Linked DNA regions of Rattus norvegicus: region 2 is linked to region 1. A link is a contact called in public Hi-C data. All regions are on one chromosome and are shown on one strand. The core of a region is the stretch at or near the end of the contact, and the rest is flanking DNA. Distances in the headings are between cores, read along the strand shown. Region 1 holds the start of Pebp1 (phosphatidylethanolamine binding protein 1). Region 2 holds the start of Suds3 (SDS3 homolog, SIN3A corepressor complex component).

Region 1 (5,265 bases), core at 1,724-4,223:
CGTGCAGCACACTGGCACAGGGAAGACTAATTAAAGGAACCGAACTCATAACCCAAGCCAGAATCGGGTAACCAGGTAACACACCCTGCCCACTGTGCCCAGAGAAGCATGGGACCCAAAGCGACCCATGGAGACCATGTCAGAAAATGCTAAGCCCCAGGGGAGCGGCAGGGACAGGAAAGAGCTTTCATCCTCCTGGAGTGTCCAGATGTGTGCCCCTCAAATCCTCTGCCTGAAACCCTCCGACCCATCCATTTATCATGCAAGCTAAATCTTCCACATCTGAGTTTTATTCTTCAAAGCAGAGCACAGCTCGACTCCAGGGAATGGCTCTACTCCCCACTGTCTTCTGCCTGTAATTAAATCACCTGCTTCTGTAGGTGCCCTGGAGACCTGAAAGAGTCCCCAGGAAACTTATCTCTTTATGCCTATGAATACTGAGAGGCCTTGAACGAGTCTGGAAGCTTCTGGGCCTCCAAACACACAGTGAGCCAAGAGCAATGGTCCTCGTCCTTACTGGACACTCATTATTCCAGTTCTTCTTGGCAGACAATGCACAGAAGTGGGCATTCGGCCAGGCACATCCCACCATCAAGGTGGCCTTGTTCCAGTGAAAGGGAACAGCATGTTACAAGCAACCAGCAGTAACTGTGTCCCCCACCGCTTCAGGGGTGCTTATGAGACTTGGGGAGCATTGTGGGCCTTGACTCTCACATTCCATGGCAACACAACACACTGTCAGAGAGAGCGAGCGAGCGAGCGAGAGCGAGAGAGCGAGAGAGCGAGAGAGCGAGAGAGAGAGAGAGCGAGAGAGAGAGAGAGAGAGAGAGTGTTCAATGTGGCTCACTACAGTCTTCCACATCTTTTCAAAGTGCCTGGCCACATTATGGGGAGAAAGGGAGAGTTATAAAGAAATATAAAAGGCAATCTTCGGCATTAGTATGAAAAGTGTTTGCTTCCTATTTACAGGATCACACAAAGCAGAGAACAGAGGGGGCTCAACTTCATCTGGCCCACACAGAGCCCCCCGAAACCCACTCCAGCCCAGTGACAGAGAGCTTGCCTAGTGTGAGCCCTGGCTTTGATGTTTCAGATGCACCGGAAATCACATACAGACAGCACATCTCTCCAGGCATTCAAAAGAAGCTCTACAGAGGGCCCACCCCATCAGAACCAACTTCTAGCCATCACAATCCTACAAGCTCACTGTTCCAGAAAAGACTTGCCTGAGGGGGAAAGCAAGCAGGCTTCTGTCTTCCTTACGGTCAGGCTTGGAAGGAACCCTGTGGTGCCCCGGGGCCATCCCAACTCCCACCCAGATTCCCCGATCAGCCCTCCTTAAGGCAGCCTTTCCTTACCTGTGTCTTTGGGAGGTCCGGAGCCCACGTATTCGGAGAGGACAGTGCCACTGCTAATGTCGTTGCCCTTCATGTTGACCACCAGGAAGTGGTGCCACTCCCTGCAGAGAAGAGAACAAGGGCTTTGAGCACCAAACGAAGGCGGGGTACACCTAGGGTCCTCCACGGCCGGGCTGCAACTGGCAGATGATACACTAGGGAGCACAAGCACGCATGAGGGCTGCACGCCAAGAGACCCCATTCCTGGGGCTGAGGCTGTCTCCCCAGCACTACAAACCAACTGTAACCCCGGGAGGTCTATGCAGCCCTGTCCAGCAGGGACTTCCACCAGATTAAGTATATCTGGGTGATACCCTCTCCCCACCTTTCCCCCGACTGGCCTGAATTTGGGGTCCTTCCTGCTGGGAGCATCGGGGTCTGTGAGGACCAGGGTGTAGAGCTTCCCAGGATCAAGGCCATCCCATGAAATGCTGCTTGGTCTATTCATGACCTGTAGGAAGGAACCAGTTTGGGGTTAAACATCTAGAAACGCTCTCAAAAACTCAACACTTTGCAACCTCACACTCCTAAAACATAAAACACGAGGGTTATCATTTCCTTTTATTCACTCCTTTTACTACTGAGACAAGAAAACAGTTTGTAGTAGTTTCACCCATGCAGATTAGTGGAAATTCCTGAATATGGCCTCTACTAAAAGCCTGAAGCTTGAGGCTGGAGAGATGGCTCAGCCCTAAGAACTCTTACAAAGGGTAGACATTTCCCAGCACTCCTATGTGTGTGTGTAGAGGGGACCTGTAACTCCAGCTCCAGGGGATCTGAGGCCAATTCTGACCTTCACAGCTCCCTGCTCTCTCTCACACATAGCCACACATTCATACATGATTAAAAGATAAAAAAAAAAAAATCTTAAAGAGCCAGAAGTCTAAAAAAACGCGCCACTTGGGGCCAGCTGAAGAGTAACCTGCCTTCAGAAAAAACGAGAGCGCCCAAGGTCGAGTACAAAGTTTGGGACAACGGAGACTGGCTAGGGCTCCGGATGGAAACTCCCAAGTCACCATTCTAAACACCGCGTTCTAAATACCTACAGACCGGTTAGACCCAGTTTCGGTGAGCTGGGGAACCGCTCCTCCGCGTCAGCATCCCACCCCAACCCCCACCGCCACCGCCACCGCCACCGCCACCGCCACCGCCACGAGCAACACAGATAATGGGAAGGCGCTGGCCTTCGAGCTGTTTAAAGTGCAGCCTGCTCCCTGGGGGTGACCGCAATCTCGGGACATTAGAAGGTTACATAAGAGGCCTCCGGTTGTCGGGTGGCGCTCCCATCAGGTAGTTGGGGCCACAAGGTCTGAGTTACAGACCCTAGGCTCGAGGCCTGCTCCGCCCCGCTGTGTCCCGGCCTCTCCGCCGGCGGGCCCACACCGTACCTGGGTGGGCGTCAGCACTTTGCCCAGCTCGTCCACCGTTACTCCGCCGTAGTCGACCCTCAGGGCGTGCTGGGGCGGCTCATCCACCTCCTGTAGTGACAGCGGCCCGGCCCACTGGCTGATGTCGGCGGCCATGACGATGGAGAGAACAGACACACGCGCGCGCCGAGTCCCGAGTGCAGTTAAACGCAGGGCGATTGCGCAGTTGACTCACGCCACCCGACCAACCGCAGATCAGGCCACGCCCCCTCATCCTCTGATTGGCTGAGCCGGAGCTAGGCGGTCCGAGCGCCACGGTCACTGCGAAGCTTCCCGCGTGGTTCCTGCAGGCCTGAGAGTGCAGGGCTGTGATGCAGGTTAATATTGCGGCTTCTCCTTTGCATTTGAAGGACTCTCTGCTCCCTTTCGCAGTTCCCGGTGATAAGGCCATGCGTTTCTTCAAACGAGCCTGGTTTCTTCCCTGCGTTATCTTTTGTTGTTTTAGAAAGTCTTTAAATGCCAACGATATTCAACCTCTCGGGAATCAATGAGTGTGATGGGCTTAACTGTGGAGTGCGGGTGACTCCAAAGCAGCAGTTCGGCAAGTTCTGCACAGATGATGGCCTCCCGTCGCCCCCTAAATACCCACACCGGAACCTCTCTTCAATTAACCTTCCAGCTGGTGTGCCTGTAAATTTGAGCAGAATTGTAAACACAGGGCTGGGAGAACTGGCTGGTTCTTGGTTGAGGCTTCAAGAACAACCCCGCCTTCTATGAGTGAACGTGAACAGACTGCAAGCCCCATCTTCACGGTGGCTTGCAAGTAGTAACCCTAAGATCCTGAAGGTGGCGGCTGCTTTTCTCGGGCTGGAACAAGATTATTTTACAGACAGTGTGACTTAACAAGACAAAGTGGAATTCAGGTTGTCAGTCGATAGCCTCAGAATATGGATATTTCCTGGGTGGCTCCCAGGTCATCCCAGGGGTCCTGAAAGAGAAGTGGAAAGTGTGATTGTCAGGACCAGACTGAAGGAAGGGAAGCAAAGCTGGACCAGACATCGCCAGTTTTGCAGTTAGTGCCAGCAGCCTCCAAAGGCTGGAAGCAGTCAGAAATGGATGGACCTAGGTTTTCACAGTGTGTAGCTAATAGAATACAGAGGCTCTGTACCCTGACTCGTTTGTTGGTTGTTTTGGGGTTTTTAGTATTGTTTTTGAGACAGGGGTTTTCTGTAGGCCTGCCTGTCCTGGAATCGCTCTGTTGATCAGGCTGGCCTCCAACTCAGAGGTCTGCCTGCCTCTGTATCCTAAATGCTGGGATTAAAGACCTGTGCCACCACGGCCCAGCTCTCGCCTTTTTATTTTTTCTCATTTATTAATTATATGTGATTGTGAGGGTGGGGTACTGAATGTGCTTGCCACAGTTCCAAGTATAGAGGTCAGAGAAAAATTGTGAGTCCATGTCTCCTAGTATACCACACGGTGCCAGGGATGGTACAGTCTCTTTTGTAAACTTTTTTTAAAAAAGAATAATTTATTATATATAAGTACACTGTTGCTATCTTCAGACACACCAGAAGAGGGCATTGGATTCCCATTGCAGATGGTTGTGAGCCACCATGTGGTTGCTGGGAACTGAACTCAGATCTCTGGAAAAGCAGCGTTCTTAACCGCTGAGCCATCTCTCCAGCCCCTTTCATAAACTTAAAAAGATTCTTGTAAGCTCCAAGAAACGTGCTCAAATCTTCCTCTCATGCCTCGAATGGACTTCATCCAGAAAAGTGCCCCTGTCAATCCATAGCCTAAGTTCCCCACCTGTTGCATACTCTAGAGGCTGGGATTCTCCACCCCCCACCACCACCCACGCAGTTCCCTGGTTTTGGGATTCCCCTCCCCCAATCACCAAGACCATGGGCCTAAGGGTTTCAAACTTCTCAACCTGCTTAATTTTGTTTTCTGCCAAATCTTAATTTTGTTTGTCTTGCCAAATCTGGGCGTTAACTCGAAGTCTGCTTCCAGGACAGCTTCAGGGAAGCAACCCACAGATGCTCCTGTCACCTCTCACAGATCCTTTTACTGGGCCTCAGCTCTCTGACCTGCAAATGTCCCACAGACCCTGGACAGAAAGGAAACAACCAGCTCTCTCAGGACTTGACCAGCAACCCCATTCCAATTTCCTTAGATTTCCAAAAGACTCAATCATCCCCCGAAAGTCAGCAGAAAGTAGCTAAATATCATGACAACCCCGTTCCTGCCTTAACTCTTTCTAGTTCCCCATTTTTTAATTAAACCAAAACGGAGGAATGTTAGCCTTTCCTCTAGGATCTGCCCAGCAGTTACAGAGCAAACAGCCAAGTAGGAACCTGACTTGCTATAAACAGAACTGTTCGGCCTCCCTCCCCACTTCTTTCTCTCCCCTCCCCTCCCTCCTCTCCCATTTGTCCCTGGCCAGCCTCTTCCCCTCTTCTTCTCTCCTCTTCTCTCTTTTTATGTCCTTCTCTGTC
Region 2 (5,939 bases), core at 3,142-5,641, 170 kb before region 1:
CGTGGAGCCTCACTATGCAGCACTTGGGACGAACCAGCAAGACGGAGGTGAGTTCAAGGCAGCCTCAGGGGACGAAATGATTTCCAGACGAGCCTGAACCTCTGAGTGATGCCCTATCTGGAACACAACCCACACGACCAGGGCACAAATCAGGCAGCGGGTGGGTCACAGCGCACGCACCTGAAGTGCAGCTACTTGGAAGGCTGGCGTAGGAGGACGCCTGGAACCCAAGTTTGATACCAGTCCGGCAACAAGACAAGACTCTGGATTTGTTTGGTGGTTGATGGTTTGTTTCTCTTTAAAAAATTAAGAACCAGATGGTGGCAGTGCACACGCTTAATCCTAGTGCTTGGGAGACAGAGGCTGGCAAATCTCTGAGTTCAAGGCTAGCCTCATCTAAGGAGCAAGTTCCATGACAGTCAGGACTAGTCAGAGAAACCCCATCTCAAAAAAAATAAGTAAATAAAAATAAAAAAGCCAGGCGTGTTAATCTTCTGTGAACTGGAGGCTAGGCTAGTCTCAAAACAACCCCCCACTTCCCTCAGAAAAGTCAGGGACTTAGCTTCTCTGGGCACACATTACTATGGCTCAAGACAGAGGAAGGGCTTTCCTGAGCATGTGTGAGAGTAAACAGTGTGGCAGGAAGGGGGCGGCTGCCTGCTCCCTCAATTCCCAGGACACTCGGGACACCCACATATGGCCTACAGTATAGGAGGGGGCTGGGGGCCTGCACAACAACCCTTTTCCTGGGTTCCAGGGTTCACAGCAATTCTAATGGCCTCACAGCCCCACCCCACCATTCCATCACAGCTCCTGCTAGCCCAGCCTCAGGAGAGGGAAATTATAGAAACACCTGAGCTTTGCAAGCACTGAGGTCAGAAGGAGTCTCTGAGAAGACCAAACAGCCTGTGTACTCCAGGGAAAAGGCACGAGGGCTACTTACTGTTCCTTCATCTCCACGTAGTCTTCCTCATCGTGCTTAGCCAGGTCGGTCTCACTGGCATCCTCAGTGTCTGGGTGAAACGAGGGGAGAAGCGGGCAGTTATGATTTGGTTCACAGACTTGGCATCCATCGTGACAGCACAGGCATTGTGACAGCACAATTTACAGGCTTCTGGGAGAAGAATGAGTTTCTATCCAATATGGGCCTACCTGAACCTACTACTAAAAAAGTGTGTGTGTGTGTGTGTGTGTGTGTGTGTGTGTGTGTGTGCGCGCGCGCACATGTTTAAAACTAAAGAGAAATGCCATTCCAACTTGGGGTTATGCTGAGAATGCACTTCATATGACGCACAGTGAGAAAAGAGTCGGACACACCAGTCAGTCGGATAGAGGCACATGCCCATCCCATCCCATGTTACATGTTGCACATGCCCACACCATCCCATGTTAATGTTGCACACATGACCATCCCATCCCATGTTACATGTTGCACATGCCCATTCCATCACATGTTACATGTATCCAGTGAAAAGAAGACCATCCCACAACAAATTCAGTTCTAATAACCAAACCGATTTCCAAGTTAACAGGTTTAAAAAAAAAAAATACAGGAGACAGGGCAAGATACTTTTTGTTAAATGTTTCAAAACCTTGTATTTAGATAAATTTTAACAAGGGACCTGGAGGTATGGCTTAATAGTTTGTGGAGGATAGCGGATGGCTTATAATGTCCTGGAACTCCAGTTCCCGGCCGGGGATCTGGCGCCCTCTATTGGCTTCAAAGGGCACCTGTACACGTGGTGCCCATGAACTCATACAGACACATATACACGCACATAAAAACTAATGAGTTAAAAACAATTTCAATTATTTTTATTTTGTTCTATGTGTATGAGTGATTTGTCTCTCTGTAGATCACCCCTGAATGCCTGGTACCCACAGAAGTCAGGTGATGGCTAGAGCTGTAGTTATAGATACAAGTGTAACTTTAATTCACCCATGGCTTTTGTCATCTCTGAGGTTTACTGTCCCCTTACTGTACATCTAATCTAGGCCTAGAATGTTCTTCAGTCTCTGAGGCTCACTGCTGGATAAGCTCGCCCTTTCTTGTTCTTCCTGAGCTCTGGCTCTGAGCTCTGCTCTTCTGACTCAAACTCCTCACCAGCTGACTGGTTTTAATCTGGCTTCAATCCGTTTCTTAGTGAATGGCTGCTTGGCCTCATTCTAACGTTGGCAATATCTTCATTCATCTCCTTCTCATTCTCTGCCTTGTTCTTTCTCTTCAACCTGTCTCCGTAAAACTGTCCCAGTCAAACTGCCCCCTTCTTTTCTTCCCCTCTGCGCTGCTCTCTTAAGTAGACTTTTTCCTTTCGTCTGAGAGCTGATTAGACCCTATTCTGTCAAATCTTTCTCTGATCGCCACTTTGGCACTCAATTAGACACCACTTTCAAACAGGGGTGCTTCCTTCCACAAACTGACTTTGCCTTCATTGTTTGGGATTAAAAGTATTACTAAGGGCGTGTCTGTATTCCAGCCACAGGGATTAAAATTGTATGCTAAGGCTGAGCCACACCACAACTAAAAACAAGGTTTTTTCCACAATAAAATAACACAATCTCGGGGTTCGCAGTGTGATCGAATATCCTGCAACATATAGACAGTTGTGAGCCATTGAAACCTGGACCCTCAGACAAAATCTGTAAGTGTTCTCAACTGCTGAGCCATATATATATATACATATATATTTAACATATATATTTATTTAAATATATATATTTAATACACATATAGATTTAAACTGGTCTTAAGCAACTAACTGAACTGGATCCAAGGCCTGAAGGGGATCAATTTTGTGTTCACTGTACCCCCTTGTGGTCGTTCAAAGAAGTGCATCTTTCACATTGAAAAATCCCTAGTTAAACCTTGCTTTTCACTATAGTTAAACCAAATGCACTCAGTCCCTTCAACTTTCTACTCTGCAAGAGCTGCTGCGTTCTGAAAGGCTGTAGCAGACCCAAGTCTCCACAAAGCCACCTCCTTTCCTCCGCGGCACTTTCACTAAGGTCCTGTCTAGAGCCAGCCAACTCTGTTACTAGGCACTTGAGAGACTAAGATCCTCCTCGCAATCGAGGTAGCTTTTGCTTCTTAAAACCCGACTTTGTGTCTACCTATACAAAGGCTTCCCTTTGCCCCTTGCCCCTTGCCCTTCTGCTTCTGGCTTCTCCTCCACCTAGCTAGCTCCTTCCTCAATCCCTCTGGGTGTCCCCCTCACACTCGCCAAAGAGTAAACAAGGTCCAGGTCGAGACCTGAGGCTGGAGGAGCGATAACGCAAATGCAAACTACTCGGGACTGAAAACAAATACCGACCTCCCCTTTGGTCCACTTCACAGTGGCGAGGCGGATTCCATTTAACCCCTACACCTAGGAAGTGAGGACTCCATGCTACTCCGCAGGAGGTGGGTAAACAAGACAGCTTTAAGGTCACAAAGCTGGGAGAGGTGCCGGCCAAATGAATACTTACATCTGCCAGATTCCAGGTCCCCAAGTGCAGCTAGAGGCGTTAAAGATTTTGAGCAGAGGAGCTGGGAGCGAAGAAGCCAAGACGGGCATCACTCGACCCAAGTGCGGAAATGAGACACTGGGCTGGGGACCGTCTCAAAGGGATCCCTAGCTCTCAAGAGCTCTGGCGACCTCTGACCCCCGCCCCACAGCCCCTGGGCCCCGATCCCCTCCGCACCTTCGTCGGACTCTCGGCCCCGGCAGCTGCGCTCGTCGTCCTCGACGCTCTCCAGCTCCTCGTCGTCCTCGGGGTAGTACTCCGGGGCCGGCGGCGCTGCAGCCGGAGCGGGCGCCGGAGCCAGCAGCCCCGCGGCGCTCATGTCGCCGCCTCGGGCCGCAGCGGAGCGTGTCCCGCGGAGATCGCGGCCGCCTGGCTGCGCCCCGGACAGCCCCCACCTCGCGCAGCCGGAGCCTCGGACACCCGGTCTGCCTCGGCGCCGAGCTCCGCCCCCGGCGCCCGCGCTGGGCAACGGGGGCCTCGCGCACCGGGCTACTTCCGGGTCGTAGGCTGCCCGGTGACAGCCTGATCCAGCCGTCCTCGAGGGAGTGGCGGAGACGCCGGGCTCCACGTTCTCTGACACAGCAGCGTCGTCATCGCTGTCTTATGAATCCTCAATCGGCCACGGGGGAGGGGCGAAGGCAGGGGTCTCTGGGGTCAGGCATATCCATGGGCAGCCGTGCCCGCAGTCAGGACCCGGAGGTTGGGAGGACACTTCCGGAAACGGCCACCAGGCGGCGCCTGGAGTCAAAACTAAAGTGTATCGATGCGACCTGATGGGCGGAGGCTTTGCAAAGCCCTGTCTAGGTAGCATGGTCTGATTCAAGCAGGTGAATGACATAAACTGTCCCCGTGGTGGGCTTGGAAGCCTGGACAGCCGGAGTGTGTGGGACACAGAAAATGGGATGCATGGTTGCGCCCCTGTCTTAATGGGGGCTTTATTAAAAATTACAATAAAGGCAACTTGCTCCCATTTCATCCGCGGGTCGGGTCATTCACCCTAGGCCTTGCCAGTGCTTTCTTTTGAATAGATGTATTGGGTAAGCTGTTCTCCCGATTTTACAAATGAACAAAAGAGTTACCATGCTCTTTTCAAAAAAAGAAAACGGTGGTATCAGTTTAGAATCTCAGATGCAGACTGTCCAAGGGAGAGCCATCTTGTGTTTCCTCGAACATGATTTTTTAAGGTATTCTGACCTAAAACACTAACTTGCTAATCTGCTAATTTTCACGTAAATAAATAGAGCATTTCCCTACGGCAACTACATTGGCTTACATTCAGAAGCCAACTCTGGGCGAAGTGGACTTTAGTCCCAGCACTAGGGAGGCAGAGGCAGGCTGAGTTCAAGGCCAGCCTGGTTTACAATGCGAGTTCCAGGACAGTCAGGGATACACAGAGAAACCCTGTCTGGAAAACAAGCAAAAAAAAAAAAAAAAAAAAAAAAGCCATGAAACTAAGTTTCTCCATGTGTTAATTTGCATAGCCCTGTACTCCCCATCCCCAGAAGAGGAACACAGTGTTACAGTTTTGCTTAGAGGAGGAGAAGGGGAAGGAGGAGGACCAAGAGGAGGACGAGGAGGAGGTGGACGAGGAGGAGGAGACCGAGGAGGAGGAGGAGACCTATGGGTTCTACCTAGTGGCTCAGGACTATAATCCTAGGCAGACAGAGCAAGATCAAGGCTTGCCTGGGTCTCAGAATGAGTTCGAGGCCAGACAGTTTAGTGAGACCCAAGTTTGAAAAAAAAAAGGAGGGCTCTGGATGCATATGGGTGGGTAGGGCACTTGCCTGGCATGCTGGAGACCCTAGCTTCTGTCCCTAATTGGAGAGGCAGGGAAGATGTGCCCAGAGGAACCCAATCCAGTTAACTCAAATCTTCACAGAAAACAGAACAAGCATCAAGGCTGAGCAGATAGGAACACAGGGGAGGACGGGGTGGGACCAAGGACAGTGTTCTGCTTCTCACAGCCTCTGGGATCAAATGTATTTCCACACTGGCCCCCAGAGAGACATCTAAGAATGAGAACATTCGTTCTGGGTCCCATTTATTTTGACATTTCCTATTTGCTACCTTGTTTTAATTAAAACTTGGCTCTCCTTGTAAGGGAGAGTTCCTCTGTGTGAAATGCAAGAATGTCCAGAATGTAAGACCAGGATGGCTTTTCCAGCAGTTCAGGGATCTGAAACCCCTTCTCTACAAGAGTCCTTCCAGCCCAGCCTCAGCTGTCTCTTCTCCAAAGGATGAGGTCACCTTCCTGTGTGTGCTTGGACGTGTGTGTGTGTGTGTGTGTGTGTAAGCTGTTGAATCGCATGTAAACTATTTGCACTCCACCACCATGTGGGATAACAGCTCCCAATTGGTAATACTATTCATAAAGCAACAAAGACAATGGGTATCATTGTTTTGAACTCAGAATCCATTGATACAATGAAACGAAA

The links. Hi-C and Micro-C count contacts between places; a contact is called where the count stands out from the background.
Region 2: a contact with region 1 is called in a Hi-C map of the A7r5 cell line, with 4 times the contacts expected there. The contact joins the promoter of Suds3 here to the promoter of Pebp1 in region 1. A contact is called at or near these places in 11 of 12 Hi-C or Micro-C datasets (the A7r5 cell line, the Rat2 cell line, Schwann cells and 6 more) and 1 of 1 datasets of contacts at active chromatin or transcription factors (oligodendrocytes).

What each region holds. Positions count from the first base shown.
Region 1 is chr12:44,961,398-44,966,662 of GRCr8, reverse strand. Pebp1 (phosphatidylethanolamine binding protein 1) reads right to left here and starts at 2,973. Exons shown (of 4, transcript NM_017236.2): 1 at 2,786-2,973; 2 at 1,739-1,848; 3 at 1,359-1,459. The coding sequence starts at 2,920.
Region 2 is chr12:45,136,416-45,142,354 of GRCr8, reverse strand. It overlaps Suds3 (SDS3 homolog, SIN3A corepressor complex component), which reads right to left and starts at 4,391. Exons shown (of 13, transcript XM_341092.9): 1 at 3,682-4,391; 2 at 944-1,013. The coding sequence starts at 3,823.